Linked DNA regions of Arabidopsis thaliana: region 2 is linked to region 1. The links are chromatin contacts, called in public capture Hi-C maps. All regions are on one chromosome and are shown on one strand. The core of a region is the stretch at or near the end of the contact, and the rest is flanking DNA. Distances in the headings are between cores, read along the strand shown. Region 1 holds the start of AT1G43000 (PLATZ transcription factor family protein). Region 2 holds the start of AT1G43815.

The links. Capture Hi-C pulls out chosen DNA fragments and counts their contacts.
Region 2: a contact with region 1 is called in a capture Hi-C map of seedling, with 3 times the contacts expected there.

The regions. Positions count from the first base shown.
Region 1 is chr1:16,136,699-16,143,601 of TAIR10.1, reverse strand. AT1G43000 (PLATZ transcription factor family protein) reads right to left here and starts at 3,076. Exons shown (of 4, transcript NM_001333205.1): 1 at 2,885-3,076; 2 at 2,601-2,804; 3 at 2,281-2,496; 4 at 1,810-2,195. The coding sequence starts at 2,887. The coding sequence ends at 1,947. BZIP60 (basic region/leucine zipper motif 60) reads left to right here and starts at 6,139. Exons shown (of 2, transcript NM_103458.3): 1 at 6,139-6,579. The coding sequence starts at 6,143.
Region 2 is chr1:16,578,272-16,585,174 of TAIR10.1, reverse strand. AT1G43815 reads right to left here and starts at 3,091. Exons shown (of 4, transcript NM_001333221.1): 1 at 2,684-3,091; 2 at 2,585-2,607; 3 at 1,697-1,885; 4 at 619-921. The coding sequence starts at 2,951. The coding sequence ends at 2,600. FTM1 (Plant stearoyl-acyl-carrier-protein desaturase family protein) reads right to left here. Exons shown (of 3, transcript NM_103508.5): 2 at 6,726-6,903; 3 at 5,453-6,195. The coding sequence ends at 5,626. AT1G43810 reads left to right here and starts at 4,375. Exons shown (of 1, transcript NM_103509.1): 1 at 4,375-4,728. The coding sequence starts at 4,375. The coding sequence ends at 4,728.

The DNA.
Region 1 (6,903 bases), core at 1,827-4,326:
ATTCGATAAAATAATAATTTGTTTGAAAATCGTATGTAACTATCTGGTCACATCATTATCATATACTAATAATTGCATAAACTTATCAATATATATATATATATAAGTTTAGTAAAATATGAATTAACTATTATTTGTTTTTTCTTAAATATAGGTATGATCAAAATCTTACCGTAACCGGTTAATTGAGAAAAGATAAGTACTTGAGTAAATCCAATAGAAAGATATAGAACGAACCATCTGGGATGTGACGAGTATAGACTCCAGTAGCACTAAGCGCTAACATTGTATTCTTATTGATTCGATGTGTTTCCGAATGTGTGTATTGATGTTATTGGTCCTCGGTAATTTTATTATATAAGCCAATATTACATAGGCTGTAGGAAAAATTCATAGATTTTAGAGACAAATTTGAAACCCAACACAACTTGATAAACTACTTCATTTATAATAACGAAAAAAAAACTTTTCCTTTTCTTACCCTTGAGACCAACAATCAAATAACTTTGTAACGATAACAATACATTCCAACCAACGATAAAAAGACTCACTTTGGAAGCATCAAGGTATAATTAAAAAGTAAGTTTCTTTATAAGCACGACATCGACACATAGGCTAGAGTTAGTTGTCTATATATTAATACCAGGGAGATGAAATTATGAAAGACTAATAAAAATAATTGTACGCTTTCTCGAGGGTGTCAGAATAAATTGGTTCGGTCTTGTGCAAGGTAAATCCCAAAGTCATGTTCAAATCCTCAAGAACGACCTCGAGGGTGTACAATCCTCAAATGAATATATAAGTGAAGCAAGCATGAGAGGTACAATCCTCAAAGCCAGTGATATTCCAGGACATATCCAGGGTATCTTCTCAATGTCTTTTTATTTTTAAGAGTTACTAATAATTTTTTTTTTAAATTAATACATGCTAGATTTATTTAATTGATCATAACACATGTACTGTTAATTTTTTTTGATTAATAAACATAATTATATATATATATATATATACTTGCCATATGTCATGATCTCGCGAGTTACTAACTTTCTAAACTGTATTTTATATAATAAGATTTGGACCCATGGATTGCCTGATTTATTATGGTTCTTTTTGGGTTTGGTCTAATTTGGATTTGATCCCATTTAGCTTAAACCAATAATGACCAAAAAATAGGGCTGTTCATTTGGACATGAACAGCCCAGTTGACATCTTTAATGGGGCATGAGCCTTGTAATGTATGGGCTAATCCCAATATGTTTGTGTCCACCATATGAACCTACAAAGTCAATAAAAATGAAAATCCTTTGGCAAAATAAAAAATTAAATCGTTTTCTTTAAAAGGAGGTAAACAAGCAAAACATGATTTACCTTCCACAAAAGGAAATATATCTTTGCCCAAAAAATTATAAGATACTCTCACCAAACCCCAAAAACAATGTTGATGGCAAAGTATGACAAATCCGCACCACTACACTTTCTCCATTCTTTATTAAACCAAGCTTATTTTATACCATACTTTTCACATATCCCCTCCATAAATGCCAACTCACTCTCTCACTTTTTAAGCTAAAATGAACATTCAAAAGACCATGAAGGAATCTCCTATAAATATACAAATATGTATTTTTACATCTCCATGTTTTGTAAATGTGATGTGACATTTTAAAATTTTATTTTTCCAAATCATAAAAATAGATGATAGTGCTATAAAAAATAATTAAAGAGACAAAAGTGAGGTAAATAAGGCTGTTTAAAATCATATATTTATAACCCAATATCTATGAAAAAATCACACTTTTGTTCTGTACTCTTATAATCATTAAGCTTGCTACTATTTATGTAAGATGATTCCATTTACTCATTAGTCATTTACCAACACTTTTTGTTTTCTCTTTTCTGATCCTTCCCATATTCTATCTTATATCTTAACTCTTTCATAAAGCCTTTTAGAAAGGTGCTCGTTGAGGTATACCCTTTCTTCTACTCTTCATTGGGTAATTCCGGTGGCTTTCTATTGAAGGTGTCTCTGGAGATAACACACCCGCGGTTTCGCTGCGTTGGTCGTCAACCGCAATCGAGATCCCGTCGATCAAACGGCTACAAATCCCGGTATTGATGATCTTCGACGAGTCATCACTCTTTCCACTATGAAATAAAGTCAGGTTTGGATCCTCTCCATTCTTCACACCTTCAAGCTATTTTAGACCAATAAGAAACAATCAAGAAACCTATATAATCAAACTTGAGTTTGAAGAAAGACCACAACATTGCAGCATTTACCTTACAAGCAAGAGAACAGAACAGGAACGAATCGAGAAGGTTACGAGAACAGATCTGACATGTTTTGTTTAAGCTTTTACCAGTTCGACATTGAGGTCTCGCGTTTAAGAAGAAGATCTTAGCACTATTGATAACATAAGTCTGAATACAAGAGATATCAATATGTTTTTGAATCTCACTCACTCTCACCACATTATGATACGACGATCGTCGAATCTGTAACAACAACAAAAAAAAAACATAGAATTAGGTTCATTAAACAAACGTGTTCGACAAAATTCCTGAGAGATAGATGGGTAATGAAAAATTGAAAACCAAACCTGGATAACACGATGGGTTCTGTGATGAGCGAGACAAGAAGAACAAAAGGCATTGCCTGAACAATCCAAACAAAACAGATTACATTCACTTTTACTCGATTGTGAATGAATCGAACAAGTCACGAAGTAATCAGCTCGAAGCATTGGTGTTAGCCATGGCGGAGTCATTACGTCGTCGTTCTCCATTTTTACAATGGAACTCACCTGAAAATAACACAGACCCATGAATCAATTTCTATAAAATAACATCGATTGAAAAATTCTGAAAAAAACAGAGGAATAACCATTGTTTGGGTTTTGATCTGTTTGACACACGAAACTTAATCTGAGAAACAGAGAAAAAAACAGAGATGGTTACTGAGAAAATGGAGAATATAGCGGCCACAGGTTTGTGTGGGGGTTTACAGAGAGAAGACGAAGAAGAAGAAGAAGAAGAAGACGATGGAGAAATTTATAAGACACTGAAAAGGTCGGCCTTTTTTACTTTTTGTTACTTATTTTTATTTATATTTTCTTCCATATTGTTATAATAACTTTACATTTAGACTCTTTATTTATTTTATAATCTCAAAACCCCCTAGTTTTGTGAAAAAGAGCATTTTTTCTCATCAATTTTGCTTTGGTTTTATTTGGTTTGCTGTATTTAGATCTAGATTTTTATTTTGTTGTCATTTTATTTGGTAGATAATAAATTATTTGTTAAAATTAGTAAAATAAATATATTGACAACAGTTATCTTTTCTGACGCGTGTTAGATATAAGAAAAATAAAATTTATGTAAATAATGTGTTATTAATACCATGATTGACAAATGATTTACTAATTCTTATTGCTTGTGTGATTTTTTTTCATAGTACTCATGTTAATTACTTATCTTTTTATGTTATTATATATTATAATATTTTTACTTATAGGTCCTCTAGTTTTTTTATTTAACTAAAAGCCCCTGTTTTTCCAAAAAATGACTTTGATATAAAATAGCTATATAACATCAATTATATTTGGTAGATAATCCAACAAGAGTTAAAAGTGGTCAAATGATTTTAATGGAAATTATTATTTTTGACGCGTGTCAAAAAGAAAGTGATATTATATCAAATAATATAGTCAAACAAAATAGGAATATCTTCTTAAAACCGTTACGTGAAATCTATACTAAATTTAAAATAAATTTAAAAGAACTTGTGTGAGAAATGAACCACTATATGTACAAAATGTCATATATAGATTTTGATAATAAAATGTCATATATAAATTTTGATAATAAAAACCTAAAGTATAGTTAGGTAGTGATATTACTCATTTTATTTTTGTATAATACAAGCTAAATTTGGTTAAATATTTTTAAGAAAATTATTGCTTTTAACGCGTGTTAAAAAGAAATTTATACTATGTCAAATAATATATCATCAAATAAAATTTAAAATTAAGACATGTGAAATCAATACTAAAATTTAAAAAACGTGATGATAATTAGACTAGGACAATTACAACATTGCACAATTTATATAATTTGAGCTAGGCTAGAAAAAAGTGACTTTGAACTAGGTTTAAATCAAATTCACCTTGGTAGTAACAAAAGTAGAGTAAAACCAAGTAAAATAAATTCACGTTGAATTTAGTTTCCCTCGCTATCATGTTCTTCAAATTTTAAAGATGTTACTTAGGACGTTGGGGAAGTTATTTGAAGTTTGGTGAACAAGGAATTGTAGTACATGTGGTAAGTATTCCCGCTTACATACAAACAAAAAAGTAATATACAAAAGGAAATATATGCTTTACGTAGTTAAATAGCTTTGTTAGAGTCCTCTCTATTAGTTTAATTACAAAATTTGCAATCCTTATATTTCTTCATAGGTATTTAATTAGCATTATAAAAGAACTATATCATAGAAAATATACACTATTAACTTTCGATAAGTGACTTTATGAACCACGTCATTAGATCACAAGTCAGGTTAATACAATTGTCCTAAAATTATAATTAATGTAAATAATGTGTTACTAAAATTATAATTACTAATGCTATTATTGACAAGTTCGGTTGATAAGCAAGTCCAAAATCAAATCTCATCAATCAGACTTCTTGGGGACAAGAGATACGACCTCCAAATTTGGTTTTTGTCCAGAAGTTAAAACTAACATCATCTAGCTTTTTAATATTTCTATTGGTGTTTAAAACTTGTCTTCTATTCGTTTCTAATTGAAATTGCACTTTATCTACTTTTTTTAAAATATAATTTAACATTTTATTGAAAAATATATAATCATCAACTGCTTTTAATGTTAAACTACTTTTTAAGTACTTTTTGAAAAAGTGTAATTATTCACACAATCTTGAAATAATTTTCATCGTAAAACAATTTAATAGATGTTAATGTTGGAAATATATAAACATCAGGAATTTGAGGATGGATCTCTGTATACTCCTCATCCTCTGTATTATATTATTTAGATAGAGATTAATGATAATAAGCTACCAAACCATTAGCTAATTCACTATAGTAATATCTATTCCTATTTTAAGTTATGACTACAAAACATTAGCAAATAAACCTTAAATGAGTATGAAGAAAATAGTAAAATATATTTATTCTTTAAAATACATATAATAACAAAAATAAATTTAGAATTGATACAATTAAAGATAAATAATTAATAATAAATGTAAATCTTACATTAATTATTGAATGAACACATAGAAAATAATTAAATAATAACGTGACATTCATATGAAAATAGTAGATCAACTTTCACATATATAATTAGTTCACTCATCTGCTAGAGAACTGAAAATTTTACAAATTCATTCATGTGAGATTGAATGAAGATTAATCACTCATTTAAAATTGAATAAGGAAGATAATCCAGAATGTAACATAAATTGACAATATAATATATGATTTTAATTAACAAATTGATAACTTTCAAAGTCTAGAAGATGGTCACGAAGGAAGAAAAGTCCTCTCGGAGAACAAAGATTCAATCGTGGAAGATGTTGACGGTGACAAAGAGAAAAAGGGACTGAAGAATTTTGATTGATTTCTGAGAAATGGTCAAAGAAGCCTTGCTCTCCTTGGTCTCATTGTCCATCTCAACTACATGTACATCGTTTTGACTATAGCTAACTGGTTTACATAACTGTACCGAAAATAAGAAAATCAAACCAAGAGAAAAGAAGTGAATTAGAACCGAGTTATTAATCACACGAACACTTCACTGAGTACACGTGTTCGGCTGTGATCCTATTCTTCCAGCTTGAAGCCTTCTCATTGGTTGTGTGACGGCACATAAAAACAATAATCCTCTGCTAACAGAAACACTATAACACAGTACACTCCATCACATCATTGGCTAAAAATTCAAAAAACGCGTCCATAATCAACACGTGTCATGCTGACTCTTTTTCTACACATTTACTTGGTCGCAAAGAAATTTAGAAAAGTCTCAAACACAGTTCCTATATAACTCATCTCTCTTCCAATTTCTTAAATTAAATTCGCTTTTTTTTTTCTTCTTTGTATATTTTTTTTTTTTTGACCATGGCGGAGGAATTTGGAAGCATAGATTTACTCGGAGATGAAGATTTCTTCTTCGATTTCGATCCTTCAATCGTAATTGATTCTCTTCCGGCGGAGGATTTTCTTCAGTCTTCACCGGATTCATGGATCGGAGAAATCGAGAATCAATTGATGAACGATGAGAATCATCAAGAGGAGAGTTTTGTGGAATTGGATCAGCAATCGGTTTCAGATTTCATAGCGGATCTACTCGTTGATTATCCAACTAGCGATTCTGGCTCCGTTGATTTGGCGGCTGATAAAGTTCTAACCGTCGATTCTCCCGCCGCCGCTGATGATTCCGGGAAGGAGAATTCGGATTTGGTTGTTGAGAAGAAGTCTAATGATTCTGGTAGCGAGATTCATGATGATGATGACGAAGAAGGAGACGATGATGCTGTGGCTAAAAAACGAAGAAGGTATATCTAATTTTACTCTTGTTTGAAAAGTTAGGGTTTATGGATGGATTTTGTATGTTTGTGTTGATTTTGGTTTCATTAAGATTGTTAAAAGTGTGTTATGCTTTGAGAACAACATTGAGAACTAGGAGATACGTATGTGTAACAGTGAAGATTTGAGAAACGAGTGTTTAAATTTTGCTTGCGTATCTTGTGATATGTTCATGTTATTATGTTTATGTATGTGTGACGTTGAAGAGTTGATTGATTATGAGTGATGTTGATTTTTGTTTCATTTAGATTGCTATAAGTGTGTTATTGTTTTGATAACAACATTGAGAACTA
Region 2 (6,903 bases), core at 1,842-4,341, 440 kb before region 1:
GATTCTCATAATTTTAGAACTTCCTAATCTCAATTTTCATTGATGAAACATAATAAAGCAGGCTTTAAACACCAATCTATTAAATTCAATAAGCAATCTGAACATCCAAGGTCTTGGGCTATAATCTACAAATCTCTGAAATTAGTTGGTTCAGAACTTTCATCAAGCACTTGTTAGGTGGAGAAAGTCTGAAATCAATTTTCAATTGATTAGAAAGAAAATAACATTAAGAACTCCTAAAACAGAAGGGAAACATGCATTTATAAACTTAGCTAGCTAAAGAACAGAGGAATCCACCTAAACCTAACCCATCCTCAAGAACTCCGAATAAGACTACTCAGAACAATGAAGAACATCATAGAACAAAACCCAGAAAATTCATAAAACTCAGAAATCATTATAAACTTAGCAAATGATAGATCTCAATAAGATAAACAAGTTTGCAGAAGAAATCAAATCCAAATTCTCAACACAACAACCAGAAAATGCAAAAGAAATCTAAAAACCCTAATATCCAGCAAACAAAGCAAAGATATTTTGGGCAAAAACATAAGAGGTCTATTTATAGGCAATCCTAGGATGCCCTAATTGGGAAAAAAACAAAATGGGAAAGTCGGCGCTGCACCACTCGGGTCTTGGCCGAGTAGAAAAGTCGAGTGACTTCCTCTTGGTCACATCACTCGGGTCTTGGTCGAGTGGCTTGGTCGAGCAGCTTCTCTTCTTCCTTAAGTGCATTACTCGGCCTCCAGCCGAGTGCCTTGGTCGAGTAGACTCCTTGTTCTTCAAGTGTGCTCCGCTCGGCCTCCAGCCGAGTATATAAGCCGAGTATAGTTTAAGTCCTTCCTTAGATCCCCCGAACTCGAGTCTGTCCATCCCTTGTGCTAGAAACCTCCAAGTTGAGTCCAAAAGTACCTGATTCACCTGTAAAACACTCCAAATGCAAGTATGCTATGTAATGCAATGCAAAATGTGCAAAAGAAGGAAAAGAGACTAAGAATGCATGAAAAGAGACATGAAACTAAGCTAAATGTATAAAAAACAAGAGCTTAAAAAAGTTAAAATCTAGTGTTATCAGTGTCACATTTGTCTCTTATGTGTTTCGTCTTTGTTTTACTGCCATGAGTTCTTGTTGTCTCCTGGTTGAGTCAGCTGGCATTCTTGTTTTTCTCCTTCATCGTTTAGCTAGGATTAGATTTTAAATGTTGTGTACAGACTTGTTGGTCTTCAACTGGGAAAACTTTTGGTTTGTTTAATTTAAGTTTCGATTTGGAGTTTTGTGGTTGTGGTCAGAACGGTAAGATCATTTGGGTTTTGTGGTTACAGAGAAGTTGATAGTAATTTCAGACGTGCTCGATCTACGGTGTGATTTGAAGAATAGTATATTTTTATTGCTTGATTTTGCCCAAGGTTTTGATGTCATTCATGTGCTTATTGACGTTTCTAAGCCTTTAATGTAGCTTTGTCGTGGGTTGCATTTATGTCCACCATGCCTTTGCATTTCCTCTCACCCTTAGCCTCCTCGCACATCCTTTGAATCTCTTTGGACTCGGTCCTTCTGTAAGTAGAAGTTTTTTTTGTATGTTTATTATGGAGGTCTTCAAAGTTTGAAGAGTTTTCTTCTCCTTGTTGTTCACTATGGGTGTTATTTATCTCGTTCTTGCAACAAGTTTCTTTGTTTGTTAAATCTCGTTCTCACCTGCAATGTCTCTACCTCACGACGTGCTTGTAGAGTCGCTTCTTCCTCTATTTTGCGGTTGGCGTCCTCCAGCTGTGATTGCAAGGAAGTGAAAGAAGAACTGTTTTGTATGTACTTCCGCTTCTTATTGATGTACCTCCCTAAGCTTCTAATTCTTAAATATACCCCTCTCTCGTTTGTGACAGATAACTGCATAAACAAAAGAAAAGATGATCAAAGTGATAAAAAAAATTAAAAAGAGATTAACCGCATTGCTTGTGAAGACCAAGACCATTACGGTCCGACATTCGAGCTGTTGATGTGGTTGAACTATTAGCAATGGCTTCTTATATGTCCCAATACTCACACATTTCTTTCCAAAATGTCTTCTCAATCCATGGCGGTTGATCCCTTGCTCGCTTTGAGCAAGCCTTAGAAACCATGTCCTTCATACGTAGCTAACAAATTTTGTAGAATTTGTCTTCAATCACACCGGTTAGTGAGGGATGCCATGTCTATATTTTTTACAAAACAAGAGGAGAGTTTGATGTAAGTGATCAAACAGCCAAACCGAATGTATACATACAGTAGTAAAAGATTAAGAGGAGATAGAAGTTTACGGCGAATTCGAGGAAGTATATGTGTCTTTTTCAGTAGGTACACATCTCCAACTGTAAAATGACCCATCAAACGTGTTTGTAAATATCTTTATGATCTTTCTGATCAGATTACCATTGTCATGACCAAACCTACAATCACATAAACCAATTAGCAGACCTAATCTACTCGACATCTATATATATACACATATTATTCAATATTAATCATAAACCTAATCTAATCATCATCTATATACAAACCTAATATACTCGGCATCTATATACAAACAAGGTAAGAGGAGATGCTTACCATAGGGTTTCAAGCTCAAATGTAGGAGAGATGACCGTCATATATTTCTCACGACTTGGCATGAGAAGCAACTCATGTAGAGGAGCAAGCACATCTTATGGGAGAGTTGAATACCTTTTAACATCTTCCTAGACTCAGCTTCCTCATCTTCTTCTTCCTCTGCACGTGAGTTTTGAGCTTGGAGCCGTGATGTGATACAGAGGCTCGAGGTGGAGGATTTGACGCTTCCCATTGTTGATTCAAGATTGGAGACTGGTTGGACACTTCCCGTTGAACTGTCGCAGGAGACTGATTGAACGCTTCCCGTTGAACCGCTGATGGAGGTTGTTTCGACGTGGATGCTAGACGATGAACAGATCCTCCACATTGAGGTTGAGTCGATCCAGAGCCTCGAGGAGATCCAGAGGCTCGAGGAGATACAGATCCACGAGGAGATCCTTCGCACGATTGGAAAAGATGCGTCGAAGGAGGATAGTCTTTGAGACTAGGACCCGTTGGAGGCTGTGCAATCGAATTTCTATCATAATCTTGAAGTGGGGCTTGACAGTTCGCTGACATGAACTCGTATTAGCTGGGAAGACCACTGGGTCTTCGATTCAACACCGCGGAAGAAGTGGGTCGATTTGGGGAAATCTTCGATCCCCTTCATCTTCCTCTCTTGCCTTTTCCACCACGAGAAGCCATCAATTGAAGCTAAGAGATGAGAGATTGAGAGGATTGAATCTGAGAAATGAGAGATTGAGAGGATTGAATCTGAGAAATGAGAGAATTGAAATGGAATTGAGAGGATTAGAGAAAGGGGATTAGGGTTAGGGTTCGTCGAGAATAGGAGAAAGGTGATTAGGGTTTCCGAAAACGAGTTTATATACTTTAGACTGATGGGCTACAATAACTGGATTGAGCCGATAAAACCCAATTAAATGTCCAAATAGAATATGTGAGTTGTTAAATAGTAGCCAGAATAGAGACGTATCAGCGACTATTTTCATCAGTTTCAAATTAAAGACTTATTAGCGACTAATGTCTAATATAGACTTATCAGTCGCCAATACATCACTATGCAATCGCCAAATTTAACGATTACTAAATCAGTCACCGAATTAAGTTGCTAATTCCTTGTAGTACATATATGTCCGAGAATCTCAACGACCTCTCCGCCTCCCCGGATCTTTCTCCTATGATCTCGTGATCAGTTATTCTTGTTCCCGAAGTCACGCTCCTCGAGGTCGTTGAATAGCCGAGAGGCTGACAGATGGGCCTACGAAAACAAGCTCAGCCGCTCTCTTACTATTTCATGATATAAGGCCTGGCCTGAATAAATGGTTTTAATGGGCCGGTGAGGCCCAGTACCAACAGTGACCAAACGAGAAAAATAAATAGCTATGTTGTTTTGTGGTCAAGATCTCTTTAGCCAAATGGTTTAGTACCTCTCACTATATATATATTTTTTTCCTGACTGTATCTTTGGCATAACGAGAAACCAATTATTAAGTTTCAATTTTCTCGTAAAGTCAAGATTGCAGTGGCAAACAAAAACATCACTAACAAAGGATACACGGATATCCTTTAAACTTCAATTAACCAAAATTATTTTATAAAACAAAAGTCAGTCATTGGCCCTTTTCTTATGATGTAATGAATTCTACGCAAATAATTTTTTTTAATAAAAAAGGAAAGTGCAGTCTAAAAAAAAAGGCAAATCGGAAAAAAGGAATATTTGATATTCGAAGACATCATTATAAAAGAAAAAAAGAAGCGAAACAATCTTCATTAATCCATAAACTTCAGCTATGACGAACAACAATCCTGCTCCTCTACTTGGTTTCAGAATTGCTCACCTTCTCGAGCAAGAACCAGACACGAAAGACTTGACGATCAACGTCAAGACAGAGATACTCAAACATGAGTTTGGTCCCATAAAGAGTTCATTCTCGTTCTCACCACACAAATTCTTCGAGGAAGACGTCAAGAAACAAGAACTTTATTTTTTCCTGATAGCAGTTGGAATCGAAGAGGATGACGCAAAACTTATGATGACCGACATGATTTTTTACGTCTTGGGAAATATTGATGAGTTACGAGGAGTTTTGACATTGTTGTTGAAAGTGCAGTTCCCTTCATTCGAGCCGATAGAAGAACACTAGTACGTAGAGTTACTTGGGCATGAAGCAAAAAGATTATTAGGGTTCTCTGTTTCTCTCTTTGTGGTTTTCTGACTCTGTTTCTCTTTTTGTGATTACTATATAGTCGGAAATAATATTTCGTATTCTTGGATTATGTCTTGTCTTTAATTATCGGATCATAATATTAGTTGCATCAATGATCGTCATATATTCTTGTACTAATCTCCTCAGCTAATGGCGTAAACATAATTACCATCTAAACGATAAGAGAGAACAATTCCCAAATCTAAATTAACAATAAAATCCAAAATATTAGATGTTCATCTAGATTTCAGTTTGGTTTTGGTTATGGTTTCGGTTCGGGTTTCCGATTTTAATCAAACATATTATTGACTTGTTATAAAAATAGGTTTTCGATCGAGTTTTCTAAATCAATTATTTTCGTTTTGGTTTGGATCGGGTCAAATCGGATTGTCCGGATTGGTCAACAAAAACTTAGTTAATTTATCAGTTTAACCAGAGGTGGTGGGCTAGTGGTTCTAGTCTGGTGGAAGAGTTGTCTTGTTTGGTCTAGGCTAGGTATCAATTCTCCTCAGATGCACAATTGCTTAGCCATGTCCCTTTGGCACATGGGAATGGACCTATTGCTTAAGGCCTATTTGAAAACATGGGGAGACCTTACCCATAGGATACCCTCTCCTCTGGAATTAGTCCATAGGTTCAAGGATTTACTCTAAGTTAACAAAAAAAAAAATTATCCGTTTGAGCCATGTTTAAATTATACAAATTTTAAGTTAAAAACACGTTACATAGATAGAAACTTAACATTAAATTTTCCTAAGAACAAAGATTTGCATTACAAAAAAGAAAAAAAAAAACAAGAAACGGAGAAAGGAAAAGTTTGATATTTTCAAGAGTTTACACACTAATCTGCTTATCGAAGATCCAACTAAAGCAAACCTCATGGGTCTTCTTAAGCTTCTTAGCTCTCTCGTCTGCACGCTCTTGAAGGCGTCTAATCCTCTGAGCTAACCCACACACAAACTCCTGTGCACGTTGGCCCTCACCCGTCAATCCTTCTAGCTTCTCCAATCTCCACCGTCCAACCAAAAACTCCAAGATGTCAGCGTAATCATCCGCCGTGTAAACCTCTAGCCGCTGAGCCACGGCGGAGAAATGTTCGAATAGCATCGGGTCTCGACCGTCTGTCATTAGATGAGCCGGCATTGTGATCTTCTTCCGCATCATGTCGGCCACGGCTGAGACTGCACCGTTAGGGTCGATCTCGAGGAGCTTCTCAACGATGCGTACGTAAGCGTTTTCATGGCGCTTCTCGTCAGCTGCAATGGTTCCGCAGATGCGAGCGAGGACAGGATCTCCTGCGGACTTGGCTAGCCTTGCCGTGTTGCCGTGAGACACAAATGTGGCTCGCTCTTGGAATGACGTGTACACGAAACCTAAGTATGGATTGTTCTCAGTTCCTGGATCCTGAAGTTGCCAATATGAAAAGTTATGAATGGTATAAACCTAACCCGAACCAACCAAACCTAATCCGGACCAACCAAACGTAAACTACTAAAATACTTAGATTGAAATTGTTTGTGATCAATTCGTTCTATTATTTAAAAACATTTAAACCCAAAGCTTATGTTATTGTAAGCGAACTAAACAAACAAAAAAATCAGAATTTATTTTCTATATATCTTACATAATATATTATTAATTTTTATTATTATTAAAAGGTGGATTTTTTTTTCTTTTTAAATCGTCCAAAATGTATTCAAACCAAAAACCAAATTAAAATTTTATCATACCAGATCAAAACAAACAAAATGGCAAATAGTTTTGGTTATGTTTACGTTTCCACACATGCATAACAAAAAAAATAACTTAACCAAACCAAATAAAAAAAAATTAAAATGACACAAACAAATAAATAAATCAGAAAACTACTAAACTAATGAAACTAGTATAAGCATTTTTACATCATGACATAAAGGTATAGAAAGAGAACTGACCATGCCCGAGCCGATGAGATGCTGAACGGTGCGTTCAACCATAAGCATATCAACACGACCGGATAAGTACAAGTAAGTCCGCAACAAATCACCATGACGGTTCTCCTCAGCCGTCCACGCTCGTGTCCAACTTGCCCACGCGCTCTCACTCGCACCAGTCTCGTCCCTTACGCCATCA